Regions from separate parts of the Rattus norvegicus genome. Here region 1 is linked to region 2. The links are chromatin contacts, called in public Hi-C maps. All regions are on one chromosome and are shown on one strand. Each heading gives the region's core, a stretch centred on a gene start, on an enhancer-like site or on the middle of the called end of the contact. The rest is flanking DNA. Distances are from core to core; before and after follow the strand shown.

What was found. A called contact is a pair of places that touch in the nucleus more often than the background predicts.
Region 1: a contact with region 2 is called in a Hi-C map of psoas muscle, with 2.1 times the contacts expected there. The contact joins the promoter of Braf here to the promoter of Ndufb2 in region 2. A contact is called at or near these places in 3 of 12 Hi-C or Micro-C datasets (hepatocytes, mammary epithelial cells and psoas muscle).

What each region holds. Positions count from the first base shown.
Region 1 is chr4:69,475,282-69,478,913 of GRCr8, forward strand. Braf (B-Raf proto-oncogene, serine/threonine kinase) reads right to left here and starts at 1,650. Exons shown (of 19, transcript NM_001427466.1): 1 at 1,301-1,650. The coding sequence starts at 1,486. It overlaps LOC134486574 (a long non-coding RNA gene), which reads left to right and starts at 2,468. Exons shown (of 2, transcript XR_010065785.1): 1 at 2,468-2,757; 2 at 3,231-3,605.
Region 2 is chr4:69,332,467-69,335,618 of GRCr8, forward strand. Ndufb2 (NADH:ubiquinone oxidoreductase subunit B2) reads left to right here and starts at 1,841. Exons shown (of 4, transcript NM_001108624.2): 1 at 1,841-1,973. The coding sequence starts at 1,876. It also overlaps a transcript of Braf not described here.

The DNA.
Region 1 (3,632 bases), core at 400-2,899, 140 kb after region 2:
GGAAACTTAAGCAGCAGGTTTATCTTTAAGTGAAATGAACAAAATTAAAGTCACTCTACTCAATTGTTTGTAAGGTGTTGTTCATGTGATACAATGCCCGAATAGTAAATGCAGTAAGTTTTACAAACAGAGAAAAGAGAATAAATTAAGTACTTTGACAAGGTAGGTTGGTTGAATGATGCAAGGACAAGCTAACAAAAGCCAAGTACTAAAGACAGGTAAACATGAAAGATGAAAAAGAAGGGACAGAAATGGCAGCGACACAGATAATTAAACCCACTAAAACCAAAAAGCCCACGAAGGGTATCAATTAAGGCGTGGATGTGCACTGAAAGGCTAACCCAAATCGCCAGCTGTGCAAGGGAGCAAAGGGTCAAGTGAAACCTGATGGAATCTTGACAGCCTTGGGGTTCTGGGAGTAAGTGGCTTCCAAAGTGTCCAAAAGGACTTGTGAAGGTAACAACAGATTGCGAGGCCAGGGAGCAGTGGAATGGAGTAGAGGCCCTCAAGAGGACCAGGGTAAGAGGAGCAAAAATGTTCTTCAGTGGAAACTAAGGTTAGAGGTAAGTAGGTACAGTTGGGAAATGAGCCGGGTGGTGGTTGAGGATAGAGGTTACAGTTAGCAAGGAAGTACTGACAAACGTTATTATTCGGGGATCAGAGACCAGGATGGGAAAAGCTTCAGAACAGTAAAAAATGGGGCTGAAAAAGTAAAGACTACACCAAAATCCCCGCCGGGGCAAAACCGGTCAAAAGAAAAATCCCCTAAACAAGTAGAAAAGTGGGAAGGGGACCAGGGCCTGCAAAGGGAAGATAGTGAGGAGAGTATTGAGAGATGCGCTCCGTCATCCCCACGACTAGGGAGTAAGCACACACGGCAGGCAGTTCCTAGGTCTAGGGGATCGAAGGGTACTGCTCCGGCCACTAAGCTCCATCCTCGACGCCGTCCCTGCCGGCTAGCTAAAAGGAAAAACATCTCAGGGATGCAGGGCTGGAAGCCTCAGTCAGGCGTGACCTTCTCCACCAACCCGGAGTTTCGCCCCCTAGGGAAAGGCTCCAGCTCTGCCCCCGCTGCCCCAACCCCATCTGGGTGGGGGCCGGGGAACCCCCCCCCGGGGGCCATCGTGTATGTTTACGTAGCGAGAAGCCACAAGACAGAGGGGGACACTCCGCAGATAACCACCTCCCCGTAGGCTGCCAAGCACCGCCGGGGCTCCGTCCGCTGCCTCGGTTCCTCACATAAACACTGACCCGCCGAGCCCCCGACGCGCGAGCACTGGGGGATGGCGCCGCCACTCACCTCTTCAGGAATGGCCGGGTCCGCGGCCGAAGAGGCCGCGGCGCCAGCGCCGGCCTCCGGCTCCATGTCGCCATTGAACAGAGCCTGTCCCTGTTCGGCGCCGCCGCCGCCGCCGCCACCACCGCCGCCGCCGCCGCCGCCACCGCCACCGCTGCTGCTGCCACCGCCGCCACTCAGCGCCGCCATCTTCGAAGCGCGAGCCGGGCTGAGTGGCCGCCGCGGGGCGGGGAGGGGGAAGGGAGGCGCAGGGCGGGCGGAGGCGGGAGCGGAGGCACGGGGGGCGTGGGCGGAGCGGCCCGGGCGGAGGCCACCTCTGGAACCCGCCAGCGGTCCCCGGCGCAGCCGAGCCTGAGGGGACTTGGGGGGGTGGGGGCGGAGACGACGAGGAGTCGCCGCGGCAACGGCGTCACCCGCAAGTCATGGCCGTGACGTCACCTGGATGCGTGACGTCATCCGAGGAGCACCCTCGCGCCGCTGTCTCCAGGGGAGTGTTCCTTCTCCTCCAACCACCCTCGCGCTCACAGGTTTCTACCCGCACAGTTTCCATGGCGCCGGCTTCCTACTTTTCCTCCGTCCCCAGCCTGTTCTGTCATGTGGGATTTACTAGAAGAGCAGGGGTGGTGTTCTAAAAGAAGTTAAAATCCTAGAGGGAAGAAGGCCGGGAAGTCTATACTACTTGTTACTGCCATTACAAAGAAGCTCTGGGTGTCGTAAAAATAAGACTTTAAAGTCCAAGGTTGAAACATCAGCCAAGCCAAATGTCATAGAAATATGTCTTAGAGCAGCTGAATTCTCAGTATGCTGTTCGTATCCTGTCTATGTTTGATCTGTTGAAGTGAATATAAATGAAAATCTAAACCTGGTCTTCAGTGTATTTGCTGCCTAGTTTCAGTCACTTACTATCAAGTGGTTCCTTCCGTGCACTAGGGCCTGAGGAAAACACATAGCCATTCTAGACATCTTAAGGATCAAAACTAATTTTTATTCCAAAGAAAAAGCATTTGTAGACCCTGTTGCAAGGCATTCTCTTCAAACTACATATGAAAAAAAAAAAAAACTGGGAGAAGAGAATTAAATTATCTTAGAGAAGCCCAAGTTGCAGAATGAAATTAAACCTAATTTCTTTATATAAATTACATGGGTAAAGTACATTTAACTCTAAGAAGGGAATAATGGAGAGAGGAAGTGTGTTGAGGAAAAGAGAAAACAGGAGTGAAAAACAGAAGTTACCAATAGTGTACAGTAATTGCCAATTTAACTGAACATGGAGTCACAGACACTGGCGTTGATTCGTCTGTGTGTACACGCGTGCACTTCTGTTAATGGGAAGGGGGCGCTCACCACTAACCTCTTTATTGCCTTCAGGATGAATTGAGAGGTAGAAAGCTTCTGACAACAGGATGTCTGCCTATTTGATCTGCTCTCCATCAGTCTAGGAACTGATGCTTCGTTTCGAGGTAAGCAGTGCATGTATGACTGCTTAGTGAATCAAAGCATTGTTCTTGTATATCGAAAAAAAATCACCAATCAAACAGCTATTCTGTGTTTGCCAATGACACTGTACGTTCTTTTCCAAGCGTGGATGCTCCCTTGAGAACTACATTTAAGTCAGAAGATGGTTTGACCCATGTGAGTGAAGGAGATGATCATAGACTATGTTATCAAGCTACCCTAGTTTAAGGCACTTTTTTTAAAGCCATAAGTACATAATGTCTAAGCATACTAAAATAGGGCCAGCAACCAAGCAAGGGACACTCCCCCTTGATTTTGTCTGAAACACAGTTAGGGTTTGGGGTGTTTTTCGTTATTGTTAGTCCCCAACTGTCCTAGTTTACTTTAGGAAAGTATTCCCTAAGAATGTATCATTATAACACTTCTTTATAACATTAAAACTTCTCAGACATTTTCTCTTTTGTTTTGTTTGAGACAGGGTTTCTCCATTTCTCCGTGTAACAGCCCTTGACTGTCCTGGACTATGACTCTCAGAGATCTGACTACCTCTGCCTCCTGAGTGCTGGGATCAAAGGCATGCACCCCCACGCTCTGCCTCTAAGACGTTTTCGATGGTTCCATTATCAGCATCAATCTATACAGAGATCATGTCTTACACGATTATTTCTTCACAGGATGGCTGGCCTCATCCATTTAAGATGGATTCTTGTTAGTTTCCATTCATCCAATTTTATTATTATCATTATCATTATTATTATTGCCTCCTGTACTGGTTAGTTTTTGTTACCTAATGGTGCTCCTGCTGTATGTGTTTGTTTCCTCACCCTCAATAAAGGCTGCTGATCCTGTCTGCTCCCGTTGTCTGTGTTCTAGATTTCTC
Region 2 (3,152 bases), core at 591-3,090:
ACACAGACACACATAGACACACACACACACACACCACACAGACACACACACAGACACACACACATACAGACACACACACATAATAATAATGCAAGCCTGATCGCAGATGGCAGGAGAATAAACTGCTTGTGCTCTGACCTCTCATGCATGCCTTGGTACAGGTGAGCCCACACATAACACTCAAAAATCTGAGTTTTGTTTAGGTTTAACTCCTAGGGCAGGTTTCCTGTAACATACAAGGGCAAAGAGGCCCATATGTAGGCACAGAAGGCAACTTGTTAGTCATATTTGATGTTCCCAAGTCACTAAGTTCAGGTCTGGCCTTGATGAGTACTTGACTCTTGAAACTGAAACACCATAGTGATTTTCTAGTGTGTGGAAGGCTAATGTTATAACCTAAAAGTGCATGTTCTGCAAACAACCCCAAACCATAAGCTGCCAGGGACGATCTTGTTGGATCAGTATTTTTGGTATCACAAAGATCCCTACTAGAACATAGCGAAAGTAATCCTGCAAGGCAGTGTCTTTTTTTTTTTTTTTTTTTTTTAATAAAAAATGTGTGCCATAAGCCAACTGACCTTGCAAGCACACTAGGGCAGGAAGTTCAGTTGTTATTCTAACATAGGTGATGACTGTGTCTCGTCCTATTGGAGAGAGCTCCACCTCAGAATCTGCCATGGTTGGATAGCTCCCTATAGATGCAAAGGAAGGAGGGAAGGGGTCAGAGGCTCTTGTCATCAGAATGAAAGGCCTTTGTATAAACAAGTTTTCCAGGTGATTAAAATACTTGAATAGAAACTTTACAAGGTGGAGATTTTTAGAGTATTGGCCCTTTGTATGTTAGCCACTTTTTATAGAAAAAAAGCCCGTTTCTCACCATCTCTTGAGGTTGTTAGCACAAGTCGTAGGTTTGGAGTCTATCCAGATTTGGACAGAGGCAATATTGACAGAGAAAAGCAGGCTGAGGAAGGACGGTTATTTTGTTAGTAGCCAGTGGAGCCTTTGTTTCTTGAAGGAAATCTGAAGTGAAAGAAAAAAAATTAAAGTTATTCGGAAATATGACAGTAAGCTATTCTGTAGATCTAGTAACTAAGAACAGAAATGCAGGTTTTGTTTTATGGAGATGAGCTTGAAAATTCATGTTCCCTCCCCACTCAAGGGAGGAGACTGAGTGCATCTGTGCGTCTACGTGATCCATTTGTGCTGTAGCTCCCACTGCAAGTACGGCTGAGGTCAGGTCTCAGATTTCTTGGTGATTGTTAGCCTTAACCGGACTGCCCTCACGTCCTTGTTTTTCTGCTTGCTTATTACAATAACAAGAGAGAGAGAGAAAAAAAAAAAAAACAACAACCAAACCTAAGAACCCCGAATGGTCTAAGGATTAAGGCGTTAGAAACCTTTACTCATATTCCTGGCCGCCTTATTCCAAGGAGGCAGGGTTGGGTTCCTCAGGTGACTCTGATGCCAGCGGTCCACGTTCTGAGATTTAACACCTGGCTGCTGGTGAATCATCAGGTTTCAGAACAGTACTGGAACAACGATGTTATAAACTAAACATGGCATGGTTCAGAAAGGACTTAGCCTTTAACAAGGGCCCACAGTGGCAAGAACACGCACGAAAGCACCGTTCATATAAGCCGAAGCAATAAGGTCAGCTAAGAGCACCTTGCCACGCTGCGTCACGAGACAGCCAGAGCTCCTCCCAAAGGACGATCTATCTGCCCGTTAACCCGGAGCCTCTAAGGTCCGCCAATAGTCTGAGCTTGTCCGCTGTGGCCTACCATCAGCCCCGATAGAGACGCGCGACGCAGTGACGTCACGTTCCAGGACTCGGGGAAGTGACGCATCAGGGGTGGGGACTGCTCTCCCGCTAGGATGTCTGCGCTGGCCCGCCTGGCACCTTTCGGTCGCGTTGGAGGCCGCCTGCTTCGGGGCTGCCGCGCGCGGGCAGCTGGAGACGGTGGAGTCCGTCAGTGAGTGTCGGGTGGGGACCAGGGCTCGGCCGGCTCGAACAGGCAGCGCTGCCATCCCGACGCTGTCACCTTGAAGCAGTCGCCCGAGCGAGTGCATGACACTTTGCTGCCGCCTGAGGCATGCTGGGTCTTGTAGTCGGCCTGGACGGAGACTGTGGCTTTTTGGTCGGATTGGTGGGGTAGAGGTTGGATGGCACAGGGTTAGGGGAGAGAGGCGTTAACTAGGACTTGAGTGCAAAGAATCCAGCCGTGCACAGTCTCCGGGCCTGAACCTTCCAAGTCGCTGGCTAGTGTAGGTCCGGAGCGCAAGGAGACCAGTGGAGATGGGCTCTGAGACCAGAGTGGGCCAGGCAGGGAATGCCTTGGAGGACTGAGGATTTTTCCATCAGTCCTGGGCAGCCACGGGAGACCTTAAGGTAGTAAGGTAGTAAGTTTGTTATTTTCACCATTAGGTACATTTTTACTATTAAAATTTGGCACTTTTTTTTGAGCCTCACTTTGTAGCCTCGACTGGTCTGGAATTCGTTAGTGATCCTTCTGTCTCTGCCTTTGGAGTGCTGCGATTAAAGGCGTGGCTTACTCATTTTGCCTTCTCTATCAGAGATTTGTAAGACTCATAGCTTTATTTGTTGTATTGATATTTCTCTCTCTGTCTCTATGTGTCCCACACCCCCACCCCATACTATCTCTCTCTCTTGACTGAGCTCGCATAACCCGGCAGGTTTTGTCTATCGAGAATTCCTTTAAGATCTTCATCCTCGGGGGTTGGGGATTTAGCTCAGTGGTAGAGCGCTTGCCTAGGAAGCGCAAGGCCCTGGGTTCGGTCCCCAGCTCCAAAAAAAAAAAAAAAAAAAAAAAAGATCTTCATACTCTTACCTTCTTGAGAATGCCTCCAGCTCAGTCTCACTCTAAATCCTTCACTTGGATTTCCCTTACCTCCAACCGGGGAAGGGCTCCGCTATTCGGCTAAATCCCCAGCCCTTGGTTTGGATTTTTGGGCCACAAAAGGTCCAACCCAGGTATAGTTTAGGTGCAAACCTACCTGAAGTTTGGGCTCTGGTAACGAATTCCAGCTCTCTTCCCGTTGGTTTACTATTTTTTGCCCTTTTATTATAGGGCTACAGCTTGATTCAGAAGTCTAATGATTAGGCCACTTGTTGTGGGTCTCCTAGTTACCTG